Linked DNA regions of Mus musculus: region 1 is linked to region 2. The links are chromatin contacts, called in public promoter capture Hi-C maps. All regions are on one chromosome and are shown on one strand. Each heading gives the region's core, a stretch centred on a gene start, on an enhancer-like site or on the middle of the called end of the contact. The rest is flanking DNA. Distances are from core to core; before and after follow the strand shown. Region 1 holds the start of Nlrp4f (NLR family, pyrin domain containing 4F). Region 2 holds the start of 1700015C15Rik (a long non-coding RNA gene).

Evidence for each region. Promoter capture Hi-C pulls out the DNA fragments that hold promoters and counts their contacts.
Region 1: a contact with region 2 is called in a promoter capture Hi-C map of second pharyngeal arch cranial neural crest. The contact joins the promoter of Nlrp4f here to the promoter of 1700015C15Rik in region 2. A contact is called at or near these places in 9 of 39 promoter capture datasets (the HPC-7 cell line, the SN4741 cell line, cranial neural crest and 6 more), 2 of 115 datasets of contacts at active chromatin or transcription factors (both in embryonic stem cells) and 1 of 9 other capture datasets (adipose tissue).

The regions. Positions count from the first base shown.
Region 1 is chr13:65,202,995-65,207,309 of GRCm38.p6, forward strand. Nlrp4f (NLR family, pyrin domain containing 4F) reads right to left here and starts at 2,722. Exons shown (of 10, transcript NM_175290.4): 1 at 2,626-2,722.
Region 2 is chr13:64,430,647-64,435,442 of GRCm38.p6, forward strand. 1700015C15Rik (a long non-coding RNA gene) reads right to left here and starts at 1,790. Exons shown (of 3, transcript XR_873594.1): 1 at 1,708-1,790; 2 at 605-759. It overlaps Cdk20 (cyclin-dependent kinase 20), which reads left to right and starts at 1,907. Exons shown (of 8, transcript NM_053180.2): 1 at 1,907-2,024; 2 at 2,331-2,444. The coding sequence starts at 1,950.

The DNA.
Region 1 (4,315 bases), core at 1,472-3,971, 770 kb after region 2:
AAATACAATGAATCTACTAAAAATTACAAGTATACAATGCCTACTTTACTGAGATACAACTTCAACATAAATTGAGAAATCACATGCATGTGAATAAAGGAGAAGGGAGGAAAGGAGAAGGGAGAAAGGTACAAATCCAACTTGGCTTCACATCTGGCTTGTTCTGAAATTTATTACTTTGTTGAAGCCACACAAATATCCTGGTTTTGTCTTGGGTTGGGGAGGGAGAGAGGTGAGTCTGAAAAGAATTCTCCATGCAGCTGCCAGTGTGGTGTGAGGCTGTGTTTCTATCATTAGTGACAACACAACTGGATCAGACACTGTAGGAAGAGTGAAACTGTTAGAACCCAGACGAGACTTCTGCTCAGGCCACATACCTGAATAGCCCCTCTTTTCTCATGGTCATTGTAAGAAATAAATTGTGATCCATTTTCAGTGTGCTCTGAACTCAGAGATCAAAGAATCAAGGACTGAAAACAGGAGACCCTAGGCTCCCCTTTCCTCTAACAGGTGGCTGGCAGTTTGCAGAGTTGCAATGTTATGGGCAGTCTTCCTTATGAATGAAGCTAAGGCTTTGCTTTCTGAAATAATCTGATGGGGGAATTTGGTGAAGAATTTAAATACAGGAAGGAGAACTGTAAAAAGCTGTGTCTGGGACATAATCAACGGTCTAGCATGGATGGAAAAGGTGGTGATAAGGCCCCTCTCCTAACTGAGGAACTAATGGCACTTGATAGCTGCTGAGAACAATTCTTTAATGAGGAGGGCACACTCCTAGTAGTTGCCAGAGTTCAAATGGGTTATTATAAGCTGTGCATGTATATTAACTCGACTACACTTAGCTTGAAATCTCATAATGAATTTATATACACTAAGGGAAAAAACAACAAAGATGGAAACCAAAATCAGAACAAAATAATAATATGTGAAATAGAATAAGTGAGGGAGAATGAGAAAGGAGAGGAGAGAGAGAGGGAGAGAGGGGGGCTGACTGAGACTCAAAGTCAGGGAGATTCTTTGAGAACCCCAACAGGTGTAATTTTTAAAAAGTAAAATAAGGCAGGCAGTGGTGACACACAACTTTGATCCAAGTACTCTGGAGTCAGAGGCAAGAGGAGGAGATTCTCTGAGTTTGAGGTCAGCCTGGTCTACAGAGTAAGATCCAAGACAGCCAGGGCTACACAGAGAATTCTTGTCTCAAAAAGCCAGAAAAACAAAAACAAAACAAAAAAAAACAAAACAAAAACAAATGTCACCAGGTGGTGCATATGCCTTTAATTTCAGCACTCAGGAGGGCAGAAGCAGGTGTATCTCTGAGTTTAAATCAAGCCAGTGCTACATAAAGAAAAAAGAGGAAAAAAAGATGGAAAGAAAACCAAAAGGAGAATAACCAATGAATAAGAAGCATCAGCGGGGCTGGTGAGATGGCTCAGCAGGTAAGAGCACCCGACTGCTCTTCCGAAGGTCCAGAGTTCAAATCCCAGCAACCACATGGTGGCTCACAACCATCCGTAACAAGACCTGACTCCCTCCTCTGGTGTGTCTGAAGATAGCTAAAGTGTACTTATATATAATAATAAATAAATCTTAAAAAAAAAAAAAGAAGCATCAGCAAGCATCCAGAAACCTCACCACATATCCTACTGGTTTTAAAAGCAGGGACAGTCACAACTCTCAACCCATAAAATTGATGATTTTGTTTATATATGCAGGTTATTGGAAAAAGACATTCTTCACCTTCCATTTTTTCTTATTTAAAAGGTTTTTTTATTTCAGCATTGGGCACCAAACTCAGGACCTTAAGTAGGTTAGCCAAGTCTGCCTACCACTAAGCTAAACCTTCAACCACAAAGGGAAATGTTGAAGGCTAACTTTACCAGGTGAAACAAATTCCTCCCCAAGACTTCAGGTTCCAACATCTTCATCAGTAAGTTGGATCAAAACAAATTAATTTTGTCCCTCCAGAACTTATTTTACACATACCACACCCACACCTCTTACAGGAGCAGAGGATTCAGACTATGCATGAACACACACATTTGTGTCAGAACCCCAAGTGTTTGAGGCACATGTTGGAAGTGGTAACAAATATTTAACTACTCAACTCCAGTATCTGCCTTGATTATCACATTACAGTTTCCTGGTGTTCCAGTCTCCACATGGTTACCCTTAGAAAGATTAATTAAATCGACAGTCTCTTTTTTCCACCTTTGGAGGTATTAGAGTTCAGGACTTTGATATATTTGTTTCACTCAGGGTCTACAACTCAACACTCCAGCCAACTGTAAAGACAGTTTTTATTATTATCCAAGCAACCTTGCCCATGCATTTACCTAATAGCTAAGGGGAAAAATAATATGAGTCTTTAAAGGGAGAACTCAGGTGAAGAGCTTAGACTCAAATACTAGGTCCATACCTGCCTGCTTCTCTGTGTTGTTTATCAGCCTCACACCCACGAATATAAACATAAATATATAAATATATCTCTACCCTTTACAGTTTCAGATATCCAACCCTCACGATGCATACACATTATTTATTCTTTGTATCTGGGAGGCCTCAGGAGTATCTGCTCCTCTGAAGTCTGCAGCCCAGCTAACAATCTCTTGTGGTCAGTCTACTTACTTCAAAGTCGGGAAAAGCCAGATACAGTCGGAAGGATTGTCTATGGATCCAGCTGGAGCAAGTGTTGGATGATTTGGACAAGTAGTGATTTTTTTTCCTTTAAAAAAATTAAGAAGTAAAATAGTTAAATTACTGCTATAAGTCTTGGCTACCCAGCTAAAGTAAATCCAAATAACCACGGCAGAGGATACAAACTGGTTCTGGTGGGTCGAAAAAAGGGAAGACAAATGAAGGGCACACACCCCCTACTCAAATAACAAAGCAAATAAATGTATACAAGAGAAAAGAAGCAGAAGACAGACAAGATTTGCTGACTCACTGCCCTAGGTCTTCCAGGTCATACCTTAATATATGGCAACTGGAACGGGGGTAGAAAAAGTCTATGGTGCTATGTGATTGGCCAATGTGTCGTTCCCTCTCATTGGTCGAGCAGCGGGCGGCGGGGGGGGGGGCGGGGGGGTTGGTGAAAGATAGGAAGGATATGATTGATGTTAGAGGTTGGTGTGTGTGTCTCAGCCCTCAAGTCCTGGTATTCTACACATCGCTGATGTTGCAGTGAATCTGGATATAGGCTTCCTGATAAACTCCAGATAAGGGGATCTCCAAGGCTTCCGATTGCACGGATGCATCCCTTCATTCTCTTTGCCTGTGGTTATTCTTGTATGTGTGCCATAACTATCTCACATTTTAAAAGAGTGTATAAATAAGGGTAGGCAGTCTCTCTGTCTTTGTCCCCTAACCCCCATGAAGTCCAGGCTGACACTGAACTCGGGCTTGTCTTGTATCTGCCTCTTGAGTGCCAGGACTACAGGTGTGTACGACACCTGCGGCTAAATTTCAAGTTCTAACTATAATTACCAAGTCTATTCCCTTCCCAGGCTTAGGCTGCCCAAAGTCAACTGCTGCTTGAAAATATTAAGTGGGGGAGGTGCCAGCAGTGAGAAGACTCAGCTGATTGTACTTGACATCAAGCCTTGAAGACCTGAGTTCATGGTGGAAGGAGAAACTTACTCCTGGAAGTTGTCCTCTGATTCATTCACTCACATACACACAATTTATAGATGGATAAATAAATGCAATAAATGTCTTAAAAGTTAAGTGGTAAATACCAAAAATAAAGAACTCGATATTATTAAATAACTGTTACTGTGTATAATTAATGTTACTCTGCTTTATTATGTTATTAATCATATTTTAAGTTATAAGTTATTAATAATTTGCTATGCCTAATGTATTGATTAAACTTCTGTAGGTGAATATATGAAAAAATGTACAGGGATCTAATAAGGATCTGTTCTATCTTAGTCTCACACATCAACTGGACAGCTTCAAATGGACATACATGATCAATGTAAATACACTGTAAAAAAAAATATATATATATATATTGGGAAGATGGTCAAGTTTATATATTGACTTTGTATTGATCAAACTGGCCTTGTATCCTTTTTTTGGGGGGGGGGAATCATGGCTGGCTGGCTGTGGAACTCAACCAGGGTCCCTAAGCATGTCACACAACTGCTCCCTCACTAAACTAGAGCTCCACCCTGTCCACTGTCCAATGTGCTCTAGTGTTTTCCTTTTAGTGCCGCACCTTCAGCCAACCCCCACTCCCACCAAAAAAAAAAAAAAAGCTGCTGCTTCTGAACCCAAGAACCAGAGTTTGACCCTGGGGACTCTCTTTGTAAAA
Region 2 (4,796 bases), core at 540-3,039:
TTTTCAAAGAGAATAGTCTTGTCTAATCCCAGGACTTGGGAGTCAAAGGCAGGTGGACATCTGTGAGTTTGAGGCCAGCCTGGTTTACAGAGTGAGTTTCAGGTCAGCTAGAGTAATACTGTGTGGCCCCTGTCTCAAACAATAAACAAACAAACAAACAAAACCCCAGTGTATTAGTTTTGGATATCAATGCTACAATCTCCTTAATTCAGAGGTAATTAGCCAATGAAAGCTACACTCAGCATACAATCAAGGATAAGCTCAAATTCCTGGGCTTCTGCCCCCTCACGCTCCCTCTACCCCCTAGTCCACACTTGGATTTCCTTTTTCTGATTTAAACCTAGGCGTAGTGTGTGCCACAGGTATGGCAAAAACTTTCACTTATCTCATTCCCTGAGAAGAGGGTCCCACAGCCAGTCCATAGAGCCTGGCTAGTTTCATATTCTATTTAAAAGTTTCGTTTCTTTTGGGTTTGAGAAAGTCTCACACTGTAGCTCAGGCTGGCCTGGAACCTGAGGCAATCCTCCTGCAACTCCTAGTCTCTCTAGTATTGGGATTGTAGGGAGTGAGCAACCACCCCTGAAACACTTTTTAACAAACGCACACAAAAGTGGTAATTTCTTGGCATCCTTGCCTTCCCACGTTAGTGTAGGTTCTTCTCCCCTCTCTTCTGTCTTGATTTCTCCACAGCTTTACCATGTTAGCAGGTAACCTTGTCCATACTGGCTTCGTACTTGAGATTCTCTTCGTCTTGGCCTGCTGGATACAAGAGTTATAGTCAGAACAACTGTATCAGGTTTATCATCTACGTTCCTGATAGTAATCATCCTAAAGGGTGTAAGATATCTTATTGTGGTTTGATTTCATTTTTCCTAATTAGTAGGGGTGCTGGTCGTCATCTCATATACTTGTGGACACCTCTCTCTATTTTGAGATAAGGTCTCTTATTAAGCAGGATGCATCGCACTGTGTAGATTAATAAGACCCTGTCAAGTACTGGGACGGCAGATGTGATTTAGAGCAACCAACATAGGTGGTACAGGGAGTCGAACCAAAGGCTTTTGTTCACTCTAGGCAAGCACCTCACCAAAGGAGCTTTATCGTCAGTGCTAGTAAGCTTTTTAAAAAAGGTACTTGGATTCATGATGCCCTTTGGGGACCAAAGACCCAAGTGATTCTCCATGTGATGGTTTGTATATGCTTGGGCTAGGAAGTGGCACTATTAGCAGGTGTGGTCTTATTAGAGTAGGTGTATCACTGTGGAAGTGGGTTTTAATACTCTTGCTGTCTGGAAGCGAGTCTTCTCCGAGCAGCCTGCAGTTGAATATGCTCCTCCTGCAACATACCTGCCTGGATGCTCCATGCTCCCTCCTTTGATAACAAAGGATGAATTTTTGAACATGTAAGCCAGTCCCAATTAAATGCTGTCCTTATAAGAGTTACTTTGGTCATGGTGTCTGTTCACAGCAGTAAAATCCTAACTAAGACACTCCACGACTCAGCTCTGTGCTTGTCTGCAACAATGATTTGCGTCAGTTACAAAGAGGCCTAAATGTAGAGAGCGGCTGAGTGAGTGCCTGCCACCTGATACTCTTGCTGGTTTCTGGAAGTCTTCCACCAGATCCACCTCCCTACCAGAGGCTCCGCCTCTGGGCGAATGAACACACCCTTTACATGCGTAGCCCTGCCCCTCTCAGCCCCACGCACCAGCGTTTCTTGTCACGTGGTGCTATGGCCACGTCCTGGAGCGTTAGATTACGATAGAGTGACTGCCGAAGGCTGCGGAAAGGTGCTGCCTAGAGGGGATGCAGATTCCTGACTGAGCTCAGCACTGGTCTTTCCGGTCACGTGCTTTACGGAGCAGCTGCTAGACGCGTTATTGCTAGGCAACGCTTGCAGGAGCCTATGCTGGATCCCTGTAGAGTAGGATCTGGGCACCGCGGGCCGACATGGACCAGTATTGCATCCTCGGTCGCATCGGGGAGGGCGCCCACGGCATCGTCTTCAAAGCCAAGCACGTAGAGGTGAGACCATGCCGCACGTGCAGTCCGAGGGATGCCCACTGCGCTCCCTCTGCAGTCTTTCCGTGTAGAGATCTGCTAGCGCGCGCGGGCGCGCCTCAGAGGTCTCTTTAGGATACTTGGCGGGGTCCCATCTGTGGCGATCCCGCTTCCAGCGGCCGGACTGCGGGAGCGCGACCCCTGGCGGTCGGTTCAGATCTTCCCGACTTAGGGGCGGGTCTCTGTGGGGTGTCTCGCTCCTGGGGTGTTCTCTCCCTGCCCCTACCTTGCCAAAGGTCTCTGGCAGTGTCGGCACTCTTTCCTGCACAGACTGGCGAGATCGTTGCCCTCAAGAAGGTGGCCTTGCGGCGGCTGGAGGATGGTATTCCTAACCAGGCCCTCAGAGAAATCAAGGCTCTGCAGGAGATAGAGGACAGTCAATATGTGAGTGGGGCTGGGCTCAGGTGGTCATGCAGGGCTCGGGTGAACAAGACCGGTGGCAGGTTCCAAGACAGCAGCTTCTCGACCACTTTCATTCATTTCCATCCCTCTCTACTCACCAGTATACACTTTAAAGGAGTCCTTTCTAATCCCCATTCTGCCCCCTCCTGCTTACTCCTTATTTATGCTCCCAGATCCACTCTCACCTGAGTACTTAACCCTCCCATTCTCTCTCATTTACACACCCATTGCTCATATGTTTATGCATCCCCCCCCCTTTAACTATTGTGTGTGTTTCTTTTTGTTTTCTCCTTTCCTTCCTATACCTGCTCTCCCACCTTCCTTATGCTAGACAGGTGCTGGGCCATTAAATTATGCCCCTAACCATGCTGACTTCTCAGCAGTTTGCACCCGTTGAGCCCCTACTTTGTTCTGAAGGATATCTTAAAGACTTTCATGTGTGGTCACCCTCCGTTCACCCTGCTTTTCTCTCTTTCTTTCTTCCTTTCTTCCTTCCTTTCTCTTTCTCTCTCTTTCTCTCTCTCTCCCTCTTTCTTTCTTTCTTTCTTTCTTTCTTTCTTTCTTTCTTTCTTTCTTTCTTTCTTTCTTTCTTTCTTTCTTTCTTTCTTTCTTTCTTTCTTTCTCTTCAGGGTCTTTGTTAAGCACAGGGGAATGCTTGGCTTTTATCATCAGCTCATGGGTCTGCAGCTGAGTGACACTGCCAGAATGCCCCTGGGGCCTCCTAAAAATTCTGGCCTGTACACAGCACTAGTGACACTGAGGAATTGGTCTCAGTCTGATTCCTGAGAGCTTATGTGTGATGGAATCAGTTTGTGTGCTCCTGTATTGTGAAGTGTAGTGGTGTGTGCCTCAAAATTTACTGCAGATGAGATATGTGTTCATACCTCATCTTTATAACATGAGATATGTGTTTATATATGTGTACTGTGTGTAACATGTGTACTGTCTGAATGTAGGTGTGTATTTTTATTTGTTCCAATGCTGGTTTACTGCCAAAATAAAACCTTCACTAAGGTGGTTCCTTTTTGTTGTTGTTGAAAATAAAAGGGCTTTCCAGGCAGCTTATGTGTGGGACAGGTGGTTCAAGACCCATAAGGATGCTGATGATTGACAGCCGTCCTGACGTTGCCATTTTACCTGGTTAATTAATTTATATTTAACTTTATGCGTAGGAACATTTTGCATGTGTTTATGTGTGTGTACTGTGTGTGTGCCTTGTGCCCATTGAGGCCAGAAGAGGGCATCATATTCCCTGGAACTGGAGACGGATGGTTGTGAGCCACTATGTGGATGCTGGGAACCAAATCTGGGTCCTCTCCAGGAGCGTCAAGTACTCTTAACCATTGAACTGTCTCTCTAGTCCCAAGTTTTCATTAAAAAAAAAACAAAAACAAAACCAAACAAAAACCAAAAAACTAGGGGATGGGGAAATGGCTTGGTGGGAACTGTTAATCCAGGTGAATGTCAGGTGGGTGCGATACTCCACCTGTGAGTCCAGTACTTATAAGGTACTGGACAGGAGACCCCTGGAGCAAGCTGGTTAGTCAGATTAGTGTATTGGGAAGGCTCTGAATTCAATAGGAATACATTGCCTCGACACATAATGTAGAGAGCAATTAAAGAGAAGACTCAGGGCTGACCAGATGGCTCAGTGGTTAAGAGCACCAACTGCTCTTCCGAAGGTCCCGAGTTCAAATCCCAGCAACCACATGGTGGCTCACAACCATCCATAACGAAATCTGATGCCCTCTTCTGGAGTATCTGAGGACAGCTACAATGTACTTACATATAATAAATAAATAAATCTTTAAAAAAAAGGAGAGAAGACCCATGACTTCAGCCATGGGTACATCCAAACACACAGATGCATGCAAAAAACATGGAGTAGATTTGTCCCCAGTCTTTCTATCTTCTTCACTAGCTACCTCTTCTTAGGCATCCCTTCAGGAACTAGCATCCATATAGGTTGCAGGAGCACGGGACAGAATAGACATGTTCATCCCCTAAAGGATGTACTACTATTCAGCTGGACTTTGTGGTTCACACCTGTAATCCCAGCACTTAGGGAGTGGAGGCAGAAGGATGCAGAGTATTAGGTCATCTTCTTCTACATGGTGAGTTCAAGTCCTTTCCAAAAAGACACTTACTTCTTGTCCCTCTAGCCATCTCTGCTAGTCTTTGGCCCTTGTACTTTTTTGTTTCTGTTTTCCATGCTCAGACCTCCTCCCCAGACCTACCTCTGACCAAACTCCTTCTTTTTTTTTTTTTTTTTTTTTTTTTTTTTTTTTTTTTTAGTTTTTTGAGACAGGGTTTCTCTGCATAGCTCTGGCTGTC